Regions from separate parts of the Gossypium arboreum genome. Here region 2 is linked to region 1. The links are chromatin contacts, called in public Hi-C maps. All regions are on one chromosome and are shown on one strand. The core of a region is the stretch at or near the end of the contact, and the rest is flanking DNA. Distances in the headings are between cores, read along the strand shown.

Region 1 (3,822 bases), core at 574-3,073:
GGTGGACAGTGCAGATGGAACACATTGAAATACTTTTAGAGGAGGCTCCAAAAGGAATTAAACCATCTAATACTTTTAAAAATGTAAAGAATCATCTTAGGATGGTAAAAAACACTTGACAAATTATATGCAAAACTCGAGAAGATAGTGGATTTAGGTGGATAACATGAAGATAATATGTGACAATAGAACATATGAGGAAGCTGTGATGGTAAACTTTATATACTATTCTTTTAATATATTAAACTTTCATTTTACTTCTTATTATAATTATGTATTATTTCAAATAGGCACACCTAAGGTATGCCCCATTTTTGAATAAAAAAAACTGAGTATTATGATGAGATGGTTGTAGTTGTTGGGAAAGACATGGCAATAGGGAGATTTGCTAGAACTTTCGCTTATATAAATTTGCTTGATACTAATGATGCTTCTCCAAATTTTAAGATTGAAGAAAATGAAGAGGTTAGAACAAAATTTTCTTCATTTTCTAGAAGATCAAAGCATAAAAGGAAAAATATACAAGAAAGTGTCGATGATGAGAACATTCAACTTATGACAAAACAACTTGGTGAGATTGCTAGTGCCATTAAAAAAATTAATGAGGATAAAATCATCCCTTCACATCTTTTTAGAGAAGTAATATCAAACGAGAGATTTGACGAGGAATTTCTTTCTAATACTTTTGGTTATCTCATGGAACACGAGCAACAAGCCAAAGCATTCTTAGCTAAAACTAAGAATCTTAAAAAAACTTAGCTTGAAAAATTCCTTCGAAGTTAGATTATTTTAGTTGTGGGTTTTGAAAAATGTCTATGCTAGAAATTTGGATTTCAAACCTTTTTTGTATTGACTACAATATCATCTCATTGCATTCTAGGATTTGTTAAAACTTTTGTTGATAGGAGATTTAGGTCATGAACTTCTTTTAACCTTTGTTGTAGGTTTTTAGAATTTTTTGAATTATGAATTATAATGGTATTTCTCATTACATTTGAGCATTTTTAACTATGTGATTAAGTTATTTTATTCATAATTTGTATGCTTTATATGAAAACTTAGGTGAAGATTTTTGTTTTTTGGCTTTGTAAAGAGAAAATAAATAAATGAGATATTAAGAGATTTCAAAAAACTATTTTCGAAAAATAATTTCAGAAAATTTATCGATAGTAGAACATATTTTACACAAATTTAATCAAACATTAGAAAACATCATATTTTCAGAAAAATCAATCTATTTTCAAGAATTCATTTTTTTGAAAGTTATTTTCAATGAATCAAATATGCCCTTATTATACTTAAACCTCACAATTTCCCATCAAAAACAAAGTATTTAATAGCTTGTTAACGAGTATTACTCCAACTTTCTATTTGAACGAGTCATAAGAATATGTGTGCTACTATTTAATAAACTAGGTTCAAATAGAAAGAACAAAAGGAGTTTTTTTTTTGTTTTTGAAAGATGGGGTGGAGGTGGAGGCAACTACAGTAGTGGCGATGTGAGAAGCAAAAAAGGAAGATAAATTTTAAGGATCAAAGTGAGATTATTTGTAAATTTTGAGGATTAATTTTTTAAAATTATGATTAAATCTATATAATATGTATAAGTTAAAAACTAAATTTATTATTATATTAATTTTTTAACTATCACATCACCCTCCTTAAGATATTTAATGGCACTTAACAAAAATGTACTAAAAAAAACTCTTGATTAGTGGGGTGAGTGGGTAACCAAATTAAAAAAAAATTAATAACTGAATAACAAAAAAAGAAAAGAGCAATAATTAGGTCACATGTGATGTGTTTTCCTATAATATATAAATAGTGGAAAACAGACTTAGCTGGACCTTTTCTGTTCTTTTTCAGATAGATCGCGGCCCGGTCCGATCATAACCAGGTGAACTAATAACCCCCAATCCACAAAGCCAGAACTAAAAGAAGCCCCCACAGATAAAAATGGACAAAGCAACGCCAGCACCAGAATCTCCGCCAGTGTCGCCACCACAACAGGCGGCGCTTCATCAAGACGACGCAGCTGGTGACGATGAGAACGTGAAGCAATTGAAGGAATGCTCTGCTCTCTACTTATCCTTGCAAGTTAATAAAATATCCCTTCTATTTCCATCGTTAAACCATAATCTAAAACCTTATTTAAACCCTTTTCTATTTTCACTGCAATTTATTTATTTTGTTCTGGCAGGATTGTCTTATTAAGAGCAACAGGAATTGGAAATCTTGTCAAATGGGTATGCTTTAGATTCTTTGATTTTCTTGTTTCTATTAAAACCCAGTTAATAGACTTGACTCTTTGACCAGTTTTTTTTTTTCTTAAACAGAGGTTCAAGCTTTGAAGGCATGCAATGAAAGGAGGAAAAAATAGCTGTAGGAAATGAAAATTTTAAGTTGTAAGGATGATGAAATTACTTCAAAAATTCACAAATTCAGAACTTTTTTTTTAATGTTGATTTGGCTGAGAAATGTAATGCAACAACCCTTAATAGACTTTATTTTTTTCTTGATCTTGAACAAAAGATCCTATTGAATGCTTAATTCTTCCATAGTCATTGTCTTGCTTTAAATCTTAAAAATTTTCAATTAAAATCATGTGAGAGATATATGCACAACATGAACTCTATATATCCGTTATAGTGGAATCATTTGACATATGCAATGAGGATACTACTGCATCTACTGTATTATCTCTAGTTTTCAATGTGCAAACTTATCTTTTTGTTCAACTGTGATTCTTCTTCTTTCCTTCATATGAGCTTTATCATAGACAATGTCAATGGATCAACCTCGTCCTCGCTCCAAAGAAAAACTATCTTCTCTTTTAAAAGTTAAAAGCTGCAACACGGTTACTCTAGCCAATGAGGAAATATTCTTCTTGCCAATCTCTCATGTTGCACTTCTTGTATATGACATAGTTAAAATTATCAAGAAATCTAATCTTCAATGAGAAAAATTTGTCATACTAGGAGGGGGAAAATACAAATATCAGAATCATGATGCAAGTGACATGGATGGTGGCCTTTTATTGATTAGATAGGCCTTGTTCCATGGAGAAATGCAAACTACTACTCGTGCAGCATGATAAATATTCCAATGGTTTGCATCAAATGCCTAAAAATCATGGCCAATCGAGCTTCTGTCACAGTCTGTTAGGTGAAACATGGGAATCTTCTGATTTGTGATGCTAGAAGCGTGATGATTGCTAATGGTCATCTACTGCATAAGTATGATGGACATGCAGAGGATAAGGCAAGTACTAAGTACGTGTGGAAACTCGAAGAAATGGCTTAGGTTCCTGGAAGAAAAATTAGGAAATTGTTGTAAATTGTTATCTGTCATCGAAGTAAATATTGCAAATCGAAGTCTTTATTGTTGCCCAGACCAAGTCCAATGATTAACTTCATTCACACCCTCTGCTCTGAATCTGCAAATTTTTTGCTCATCTTCTATTTGCTTCAGCTGATAGGTGATGAGGTTTACTGATACTCTTACTTGAAGTGACACAAACAATACGTTTATTATTAAGTTCACATTCTCTAAAGTTTCACAAAGCATAAAGCAAGCACCTTAAGGGGCCTAAGTGGTTGGTTTTTCCTTTAATTGGCCTCAAATATTACTAAAATGACAAAGTAATGCACCAAATGCACCAGTCTCAGTTTACATGGACGCCTAAGACTGATAAATCTACCAATTAGCTTGCTGATCTTAAGCTGATTCAACATGAAGATGTTTGATTACAAGCAACAAAAGCATAACATCTGAATGACTTCATAGGCTCCGCAAAGTCAGAAATAATTTCTAAGGAACAGC
Region 2 (3,822 bases), core at 374-2,873, 140 kb before region 1:
TTAGTCTATTATAATATTTTTCAGTTTTATGATTAACGCATAGATCATGCTACCAAATCATGAAGAATATTAAATAAATCTAAACCACATTATGATATTGTAAATTGCAAGATAATCCAGTCACATAGTATGCATGAAAGAAAACATGACATGACATAGAAAAAGCATGAATACTATATAAATATACTAACATGTAAAATATTATATAAATATAAAATAACTTAAACATGACTATATATATAAACGCCACAAGAATACATGAATTGCCCATGGGATCATGTTAACCCAAACACCAAAACCTCTGCTTTGGATATATAATGGGCCTATTGATAGTTCAATCCAAGAATCCAACCCAAAACATTGAAGTTTGTAAAGAGATAGACCAAGAACCAAACTAGTTCACTAATTAACATACCTCAAGTTTGTTAACCCAATCATGACCCCAAACTCCTAATTTAGACACATGTGAATATGAAAGGAGAAAATAATTGAAATATAATACAATATGACAATTTGAAACCATAAAAGTTTTGAAAACTTAGATTACCATAAAACTGTTATGGAAGTTATTATGCTAAAAGTTAGATTGTATTTTTTCACTTTACTAAAAGATTAAAAATTAATCTATGTATATTAGATCAAAAATAAAAATTTTATTTATTTCTATTGCTAAAATAGATTTTTTTATCAATACAAGGTTCACATGGCATGTCAAGTTTTCAATAGTAGAAATAAATAAAATTTTCAATAAAAAAAGTTGTTTACTCCTTTATCTAACATACAAAGAATTAGTGAAAGGGACAAAATGTAATTTAATTCTTAATATAAGGGATTTTATGATATTTTTATCAACAAATTATTCAGTTACTTAAAATTTATACGAAATTATGCCTTAAATATAACTGTAATACGAGAACAGAAGGATCGGGCAGAAATGAATTTCTATGGACTCTGATCACTGAAAAACAAATATAAAAGGTAGACCTTTTTCATGGTTGGTGTTGGATCAGAGAGAGGGGAAAGTATGGCTTCAGCCCGAGTGTCGAGCCGCCTCTGTCTTGAACTCCACATGTTCTTTCCATTCCCATGGAACAAACAACAACCACAATAACATTCTTGCATCATATGACGACTGGTAATTACTCCCACACTGCCAAAACTTGGCTTCATCACCCCCAAAAATGAACGTTTTTTAACTTTAAAAACATCAAGTCTATGATTTCCATCCAAATAGCTTCCTTCCCATAGCCTCTGCTTATATACATCTGGTGTTGGTCTTATAACTATTCCTTTCATCGCTGCTGATGACATTTCTTTTGTTTTTTCAAACAACCTGCTTAATCAACAAAGAAAAAGTACTTTAAAATTAAGAAAAATAAACCAATTATAATCAAATGAAAAAAGAAGTACCTGAGCTTGGGAAAAGTGGCAGTTATTGATTTTTTTTCTTTTTGAAGCTTCGAGGCTGAGAAATGGAGTGAAGTGATGATGGAGAAAAGAAAATGGCGGTTGTTGTGTTATAGGATTTTATTTTATTTTTATTTTTGTTGCGATAATTTATTCATTTTTATGTGAGAAAAAAAATTGGAATTATTGAAAAAGAAAAAAAAGGGTTTGATGAATGACATGAGTGGATGGGATTACGGTTACAGCGCTAAGACATGGGGCTAACGGAACTTTAAATTGTTTGAATTACCTTAAATGCCCTCCCTTGAATCATTTTTCAACAGGTGGACCATGGTCGTTGAAGTGGCGCCCAGCTATTGGTTGCTTATGTTGAACTATTTTTTTTTTTGTAAAAATAGTATTTATTTATTTTGTGCTCCATTACAAAATTACAAGTCATTTTCCTCTTTTTTTTTAAAGAATTTCAATGTTCATGGCACACAAATTAATAAAATCCCATCCAACCAAAAAGGAAAAAATAATTTCATTATCAATTTGAATTATCATTTTATATTATATTATATTATATTATATTATAACCTTAATACATAATTTTATATCTAAGTTTGACACGATGCTAGTTTAATTTTTTGGTTCAATGTAGTACATATATTTGATAATAGTTATATATTTTAGTATTTGAACGTAATAATGTTAATTTTTTAGTGTTAATAATATTAGTAATTAATTTTCATTTATAAATTCTAAAACTGAAATTAAATACTATAAAGTTAACATTGTTGTCTTTGGATACAAAATATATAACTTTTATCAAATACAAATACTAGATTAGATAAAAATAATAATACATATACCACATTAGAAAAAAGTCTCAAATTTGGGTATCAAAATTTTATATTATATTATATAACTAAAAATAATTGGAGTAACATATTTATAAAAATTGATATAAAAATCAAATGTGACTTTGGTTAAAATAATAAAATTAGGATGTCTTGGATTTAAATGCATTTTTTAAATTTATCAAAATATAAAAATATATAAATACTATCAAAATAATATTTGTTAGTTTATAAAAAATGAACTTTTGATAATTTCACGATCGAAATGAGACTTAGTTGATGAATGACATCAACTTAATCAAACTTTTAATAATAGTATATAAAAATAAATAGATTTAAAGGTCCGCCTAGTTGATATTACTTATTAATTGGATCTCAACTCAATTATGAAGTATTTATATTATTTTCATATTTTATATAAAATCTATAAAAATGCACAACGTTTAAACCTAAAACTTGAATTTAATGAGTTGAGTCAAATTTTGAACAAATATATGATCATTTGGTTTAAGTTGACTTAATGATAAATTTGTTCAAAATAAATAAAATAATATTAGATTATGACACACCCATGACGTGATAAAAAAATTATGTAACAAATATATTTATTTAAAGTTCATACAAATACCAAATTATGCTTTCGATGAAATGATAAAGTTAAATATTTAAAATTCATTGTATCACGGGTTTCACATTTTACTATTATTGGGTTTTATTTATTTATAAAATATAAAAGATAAAAGAATCCTCATAATCATATAACTTACTTTGTATATAAATGAGTATTTTAGTAATTCCACAACTTAATTAATGCTCGATTGACTCATAACACCAACTTAATTAAGGACTTAATATAAGTACAGATATATTTGAATTCGATATTAATATTAAATGTTATTTGAAAAAAACTAAAAAATAAGTATTGATTTTTTTCTATTATAAAGTTTATATTTTAAAATTAAATATTAAGTACTCAATATTTATGATGAAGGATAAAGGAGGAGGGAAGGAGTTGTGTAATGCTAAAACCTTAGATTCGATGTCAAGCATTACTTAAAATAATACAGGTTTTTGTCACTATACAAGTGACTCAATTGATAAAATAAATCAATAACTTAAATATCTCAAATTTTAATAAAAATAAATTATTTCAAATATAATTATTTTTGCATTAACATATAAGTAACTCTCTGCTTACTTTATTCAGTATTTTTGAAAAGTAATTATTAAATAAAATTTAATAAAATTGTCAAAAACACATTAAAAATTTTCTTTTCGATGCAGTGAAAATATCCAAATTACTTTATCAAACACATCTTAGTAATCAAAATGTTCATTTTTCAATTCAATATATCTTGAGAATTTGTTAGCCAAATTTGTGTTAACCTGTTTTGAATTAGAAAAGAAAATACGAGAGGTTGCAAAAGCTGTAAAAGAAAACTGGTAATAGTATCATAAGTAAAGGCATAATGATTTTTTCGACTTTCTAACTTTACAAAAAAATTCATTTTGACCATTCATTTAATTTTTTATTTTTTTAACCATTAAAATTGCATTGTTTGTCAAATTACCC

Evidence for each region. Hi-C and Micro-C count contacts between places; a contact is called where the count stands out from the background.
Region 2: a Hi-C map of leaf shows a contact between it and region 1, with 5 times the contacts expected there. The contact joins the promoter of LOC108460134 here to the promoter of LOC108485149 in region 1. A contact is called at or near these places in 2 of 5 Hi-C or Micro-C datasets (both in leaf).

The regions. Positions count from the first base shown.
Region 1 is chr10:100,084,956-100,088,777 of ASM2569848v2, reverse strand. LOC108485149 reads left to right here and starts at 1,823. Exons shown (of 3, transcript XM_017788995.2): 1 at 1,823-2,097; 2 at 2,201-2,246; 3 at 2,337-2,531. The coding sequence starts at 1,957. The coding sequence ends at 2,380. It overlaps LOC108485485, which reads right to left. Exons shown (of 3, transcript XM_017789336.2): 3 at 3,601-3,822.
Region 2 is chr10:100,227,375-100,231,196 of ASM2569848v2, reverse strand. It overlaps LOC108460134 (pyruvate, phosphate dikinase 2), which reads right to left and starts at 1,623. Exons shown (of 21, transcript XM_017759498.2): 1 at 1,411-1,623; 2 at 985-1,333. The coding sequence starts at 1,311.